Linked DNA regions of Triticum aestivum: region 1 is linked to region 2. Evidence: chromatin contacts called from public Hi-C data. All regions are on one chromosome and are shown on one strand. Each heading gives the region's core, a stretch centred on a gene start, on an enhancer-like site or on the middle of the called end of the contact. The rest is flanking DNA. Distances are from core to core; before and after follow the strand shown.

What was found. A called contact is a pair of places that touch in the nucleus more often than the background predicts.
Region 1: a contact with region 2 is called in a Hi-C map of leaf, with 5 times the contacts expected there. The contact joins the promoter of LOC123085443 here to the promoter of LOC123085442 in region 2. A contact is called at or near these places in 4 of 5 Hi-C or Micro-C datasets (leaf and an unstated tissue) and 1 of 1 datasets of contacts at active chromatin or transcription factors (leaf).

The regions. Positions count from the first base shown.
Region 1 is chr4A:105,539,380-105,542,079 of IWGSC CS RefSeq v2.1, forward strand. It overlaps LOC123085443 (telomere repeat-binding protein 5), which reads left to right and starts at 1,430. Exons shown (of 10, transcript XM_044507073.1): 1 at 1,430-1,710; 2 at 2,640-2,700.
Region 2 is chr4A:105,187,263-105,189,962 of IWGSC CS RefSeq v2.1, forward strand. It overlaps LOC123085442 (oxysterol-binding protein-related protein 3A), which reads left to right and starts at 1,371. Exons shown (of 10, transcript XM_044507072.1): 1 at 1,371-1,820; 2 at 2,689-2,700. The coding sequence starts at 1,705.

The DNA.
Region 1 (2,700 bases), core at 180-2,679, 350 kb after region 2:
CGCCGACCCATGTACTAAAACCATCTTCAATGGCTGATTTTGTAGTAGTATTTTTAGATACAACAATATGATATAACCAAATAGAGGAGCTATATCTAAATATATGTTTAATGCATGTGATATAGCTTAAGATATGATGCATTGGGAGTGCCTCTTTAGAAATATATTGATGTCTTCTTACACTTTTTGTTTTCTTTTTCTTAGCAAACAAGCTAGATTTTAAAAAAGAAGTGATTTAGCTTACATTTATACAATTGAATAGTATTACTCGAATTTACCTATATAAGAGTTGCCAGATATTTTTTTGTACCTGGTCTAGTTTTATGAAATAGGAGTACATATTTATTCTGAAAGGAACTATACATTTGGAAGGCCTTTAGGTACTAACAAGCTATTTTCTCTAACCGGCGTAGTAATTAAACTAGATTTAATTGTACAAGTTATTTTGAACTAATTGGACTTTTTTTTATTATGCTAGTTCAATGAATTTTGGTTCTGCCATAGTTGGTAAAAGAAGAAAGTAATTACTCATCTTGTGATCTTGGGCCATTATACATAGTACATAGCATAATCAAACCCGCATACTAGTATTTCTTCATGAACAATGTACGTAAGATTACTATAATTATGGGAACGACCCGCATGATAAGTGAATTACACTAAGCGCATCTATATATTACAAAAACTAGGCCAACGTCCTTGAGGATATTATTAGTGACTGTACATTTACAATGCTAAAATTTGCAATCGCATGCGTTATTTCGTTGAGCATTGTGCACCCTCCAAACCCACAAAGGCCACGAACTTGTTATCTAAAAATTATCCGGCCCTGCTGCCCTGCCCCGAAGAAGCTCCGGAATCTTAGCACCTTTTCGAGCATCACCCCTGAACATTCTCCTCCACCAGCACCGCATGCATAGCCTCTCAAAACCCCCGCAAAAAAGAGAAAAAGCCGCAAGAAAATCCGAGGCCTCCCAAATTAATCCAGGGGAAACCCCCTAATCTAATTGTTTCCCCACGTTTCTATTTCGCGACTGCTAAAAACGGCCCGCTAATCTCCTCCCTAAACCCCCAGCGATTAACAGGGATCGCTCCTCGCGTTCGTGGCTACGAGAGACTCAAGGACCGCCCGCGATCCAACGGCGGTGGGCGCCCTCAGGAAACCGACGGCCGGGATCCTCGCCGCGTGGCGCGGGGCGGTGGGTCCACGGAAACTACTCCCGCCTGTAGGAAAAAGCTCCCTCGCGTGGAAGGGCGCTGCCGCTCGTTGGATCGGGGACGGGGGGCAGGTGGACGGCGACGAGTGGAGGAAGCGGTCGTTGGCGTGTGGGCGACCGGGTGCAGGCGGTGGGCGCGTGGTTTAACAGGGAGCAGCAGGTGGCGTGGGGTTGGGGGGTTTAAGAAGGGGGGGTTGGTTTTGAGGGGTTTTGGCCAAACCACACCACACGTCCGCGACAGGGGAGGGGAGAACCGGAGGAGGAGGAGGAGGAGAGAGGGAAAATAAATAAAAAGGGAAGCCACAAGAGAGAAGCGAAGGCGAGGGGAGGGAAGCGAGCGAGGGAGGGGGAGGAGGAGGAATAAACCAGCGCGCGGTCGCCTGCCTGTTGGGTGCGGGATCTCGCCGGAGGGTTCCGCCGCGGAGCCCCGTACGGTGATCCGGGGCCGGTTGGTGGGGGCGATCGGAGGCCGCCGTGGATCTCTGCCTCTGAGGTGAGTCCGGCCACGGGGTTCCGTCGAATTGTGCTGAATTGCGAGCCTCTGTGCCTGGGGCTCGCCTTCGTTGCTTGGGTTTGGGGAATTCGGGGAACTGGGGCTGCCTGGGGTTTTCTTCCGGCCTCCGGGGAGGCCCCAAGCCCATTTCTGCCTGAAACTCTTTTGCTTTGCTGTGATCGGCGGGTTCCGACGCCGGTCATGGTGAGAATTCGGGAAATTTGGAGCGGGAGGCCGCGCATTTCGAGCTGTTCGTCTCAGGCCGCCCCATTTCGGACGAAATTCGCGTCGAATTGCGGGAATTAGGCGCCAAGATCCGATCTGGCGCCCGGCGATTTGAGAATTCTTGCTTGGTTTTCACCCACTGGGCTTGCTCTTCTTTCCCTCTTTTTTTTTTAACCGACGCGTCCGCTTTCCTTTTGGCAGTTGCTTAATCTTCACGGATTCCGATGCATGTGAGTTTTTTAAAGGCTTTTCTCTTTGATCGCCTGGCGTGCTGGTTTGGTTTGCCCGGCGAATTTAATTTTCTTGGGTGCATTTAATACGGCGGCGAAACCATTTCAACCCAAAGATTGTTCTCTCCGCTTACTAGTAATTTGGATCACGAGAGCAAGTACGAATTCCCTCCATTTCCTGTGTTCTTTTGATGAAACCAATTGGGTTTGGAGCGCAGCTGGTTTAAAAAATTCTCATCATTTCGGGCGCTCCATGCCCGGCCCTATCCTCCTGGGGTTTTGGGACTACAATTTTTGTAATTAATTGCACTGCTAACTATGATCATCCCCTGTTTAATTAATCAAGGGTTTATCCGAGATTTATCCTGACTTGTTGCGGAGATCCCAACGAATGATCTTTCCTTTTTGTACTATAGCAACCACGTATCTTTTGTTGTTATAATTGCTAATGGGATTTTAATAATTTATTTGCAGATCTGTGTTCTGGGACGAACCATGAGCAGCGCAACCACCGGTTGTTAACTCTGTAAATTAC
Region 2 (2,700 bases), core at 121-2,620:
AACATGGATATTGTACATGTACGAGCTACGAGCTACGGGCCACTATTGTTTATCACATATGGATTGTAAATGTAGTGACATTGAAGTTTGTAACATATCCTTAAATTTCTTTATTGTAACATTATGTTAACTAAAAATCTGGTAGCCGTGACCTTGATATTCCCTGTAGAGACAGCAAAAAATAGAATAAAAAGTTTCATTACAATTGGTGATTGAATGTCAAATGGCAGTGATTTTATATCAATGTGTGGGAGGTTGATGAAAGATTGCGTGCAGAGTATACCAATGAAAAACATCATTTATTTAGATGAGCTATTACCAAAACAGATATACTATATTTCTAGCTGAAGTTAACAATGCTAAAATATTTCATTGGGCGGCAACTTGAGGGAAAGAAACATACATATAAGCCTATTCTGAAATGTCTAGAAATATTGAAGCTTCAGCACGGCGCTCCAGCATCCGTGGAGGAGATGCACCGTTTTGGACATGTTGGTCAACTTCTGTTGCTTGAGGGGTTGATCACGAGCGTAGTATAGGCCGACGGCGGGGAGGTGGTTTGTGTCGGGGAAGAGGGCGACGCTGGGGAGGAGGCCAATGATGTGGAAGAGGGTGATGAAGGGAGGAGGACGGCGGTAGGAGAGGGAGGCAATGGAGTGGTGGCGAGCTAAATAGAGTGAGGTGGAGGGTTGGCGGTTTGGCGGTGGCGAGCTTGTGAGAAGGGAACAACGGCGGCGTCATGAATAGCGCTTCGACTGGGTTCTTCAGAAGGGGGATTCAGAACTAAGTTATGCCACTTGGCGATGGCATTGTCGTCGTAAACATATTAAGCTATATGATTCGACTTCACAAAGCTAAGCTTCGGCAATTTCACCAAATTATACTATGAGAGGCCTCCGATCCGCGTAGTTGGTTAAGCATGGAGTTGAAGCAGATCCGAGCAATCCCTGAACTAAAATTCTGCTTTTGGACATCAACATATCAAACCGAAACAAGACTGATTGATGCGTCTACCCTACCGGTGGTTGAATAAAATTTTGTAGGTCTTAATGTCACCTCATGATACTATTCATACTTTTCATTCTAAAAAAGCCATTCGTTTAACGGCACTGTCACCCGAGCAACGCAACGCACGGGCACACTTGTACTCCCTCCGTTCCAAAATAGATGACCCAACTTTGTACTAAAGTTAGTATAAAGTTAAGTCATCTAATTTGGACCGTTCCAAAATAGATGACCCAATTTTGTATTAAAGTTAGTATAAAGTTAAGTCATCTAATTTGGAACGGAGGGAGTACTATCTAAGAAATCGCCGGTGTAGCGAGTGAGAAACGGCAACGGTCCACCGGCGACAGAGTTGGAATTGTAAACGGGGCGGAATCAGCGAGGGCATCCTGGTCATCTCGCCTACCCACGTTGCGCTTCAAGCGGCCGGTTCGCTTCGCCGACTGCTCGGCCTTTTCTTCTCACCACCCGCGGCCGTTCCAAATTCTCTCGTCTCGTTCTAGTATTCCTGCTCCCACACGGCGACGTCGCCATCGCCATCGCTGCCGCTCTCTCCTCAGCAGCGCTCCTCTACCACCACCTCCTCTAGGCAGGGGTTAGCGGCCGCCCCCTCCGCGTGCGCCGTCCCAAACCCTAGCATATCCCCCTCCCCGACTCCTCTGCGCCGGAGCTTCCCTCCGACCGCGCAGATCGCCGGCGATGGGGTCCAAGGACCAGGACCTGGCCGCGTCGTCGGGCGGTGGCGGAGGCTTCTTCTCCTCGATCGCCGCGGGCGTGCGCAGCTGGGGCACCGCCGTGCACAAATCGGTCAACGGGTGAGTCTCCGCGCCGGCCTACCTACCTACCTACCCGATCTCTTCAGATCCGCCTCGAGCTCTCCCGATTTCTTCGGGAACTATGCATATGCTTACCGCTGCCTCTCCGCCATTTGATCTGTTGCTTCCACGCGCGATCTCAGCTCCTTGGTGTCGGCCCCGTGAGCTGATTTTGGCGAATTGTGGAATTGCGTGCTTCGTTTGAGTTCCAAGCTCGAGACTTTAGCGATCGTAGTGTTACATGATCTCGTACTATCGTTTGTTGTAGCTCAATGATTGCACTGTCCGGTGAGTAGCTTAGTTGCTGTTTTGTAGAAACACTGTAGAGATCACTGATCTGTGTGTTCAGCATGTAGAAAAAGCAATTCCTACCTAATACTAGTATGATATACTCTCTCCGTTTCTAAATATAAGCCTTTTTTTAGAGATTTCAATACGGACTACATTCGAAAGGGCTTATATTTAGGAACGGAGGGAGTAGTCAATAATCGGTTGAAGTTGATTCTTTTTCTGGATATCTAGTATACTAGCATGTAATGCCTCAAATAGGATATTGTGAAAGTTAAGTACATGCAATTTCTGTATGTGCAATTCAAAGCAGACAGGGTGTGCTCTGCACTGAATTGCGGCGCAAGTGGTGGATGCAGATTTAAGTTTGGCATACTGCGAAAGTGACATGCACATCATTTGGCATCTCTTCACTTTATTCTTCTCTTTTGCATTTTGCGGCTTGAATTCTTCTGAAATGTGCTTGCTGTCAGATGTCTATCTGTCTCCCCTGTAAATATATATTCTTTTAGTTGAAGAAATTTGTGTTCTTTACTTGGTACTTTCAAACAATTAATGAACAGTTTTGTGCTGTCTACAGGTTGGTTGGCTA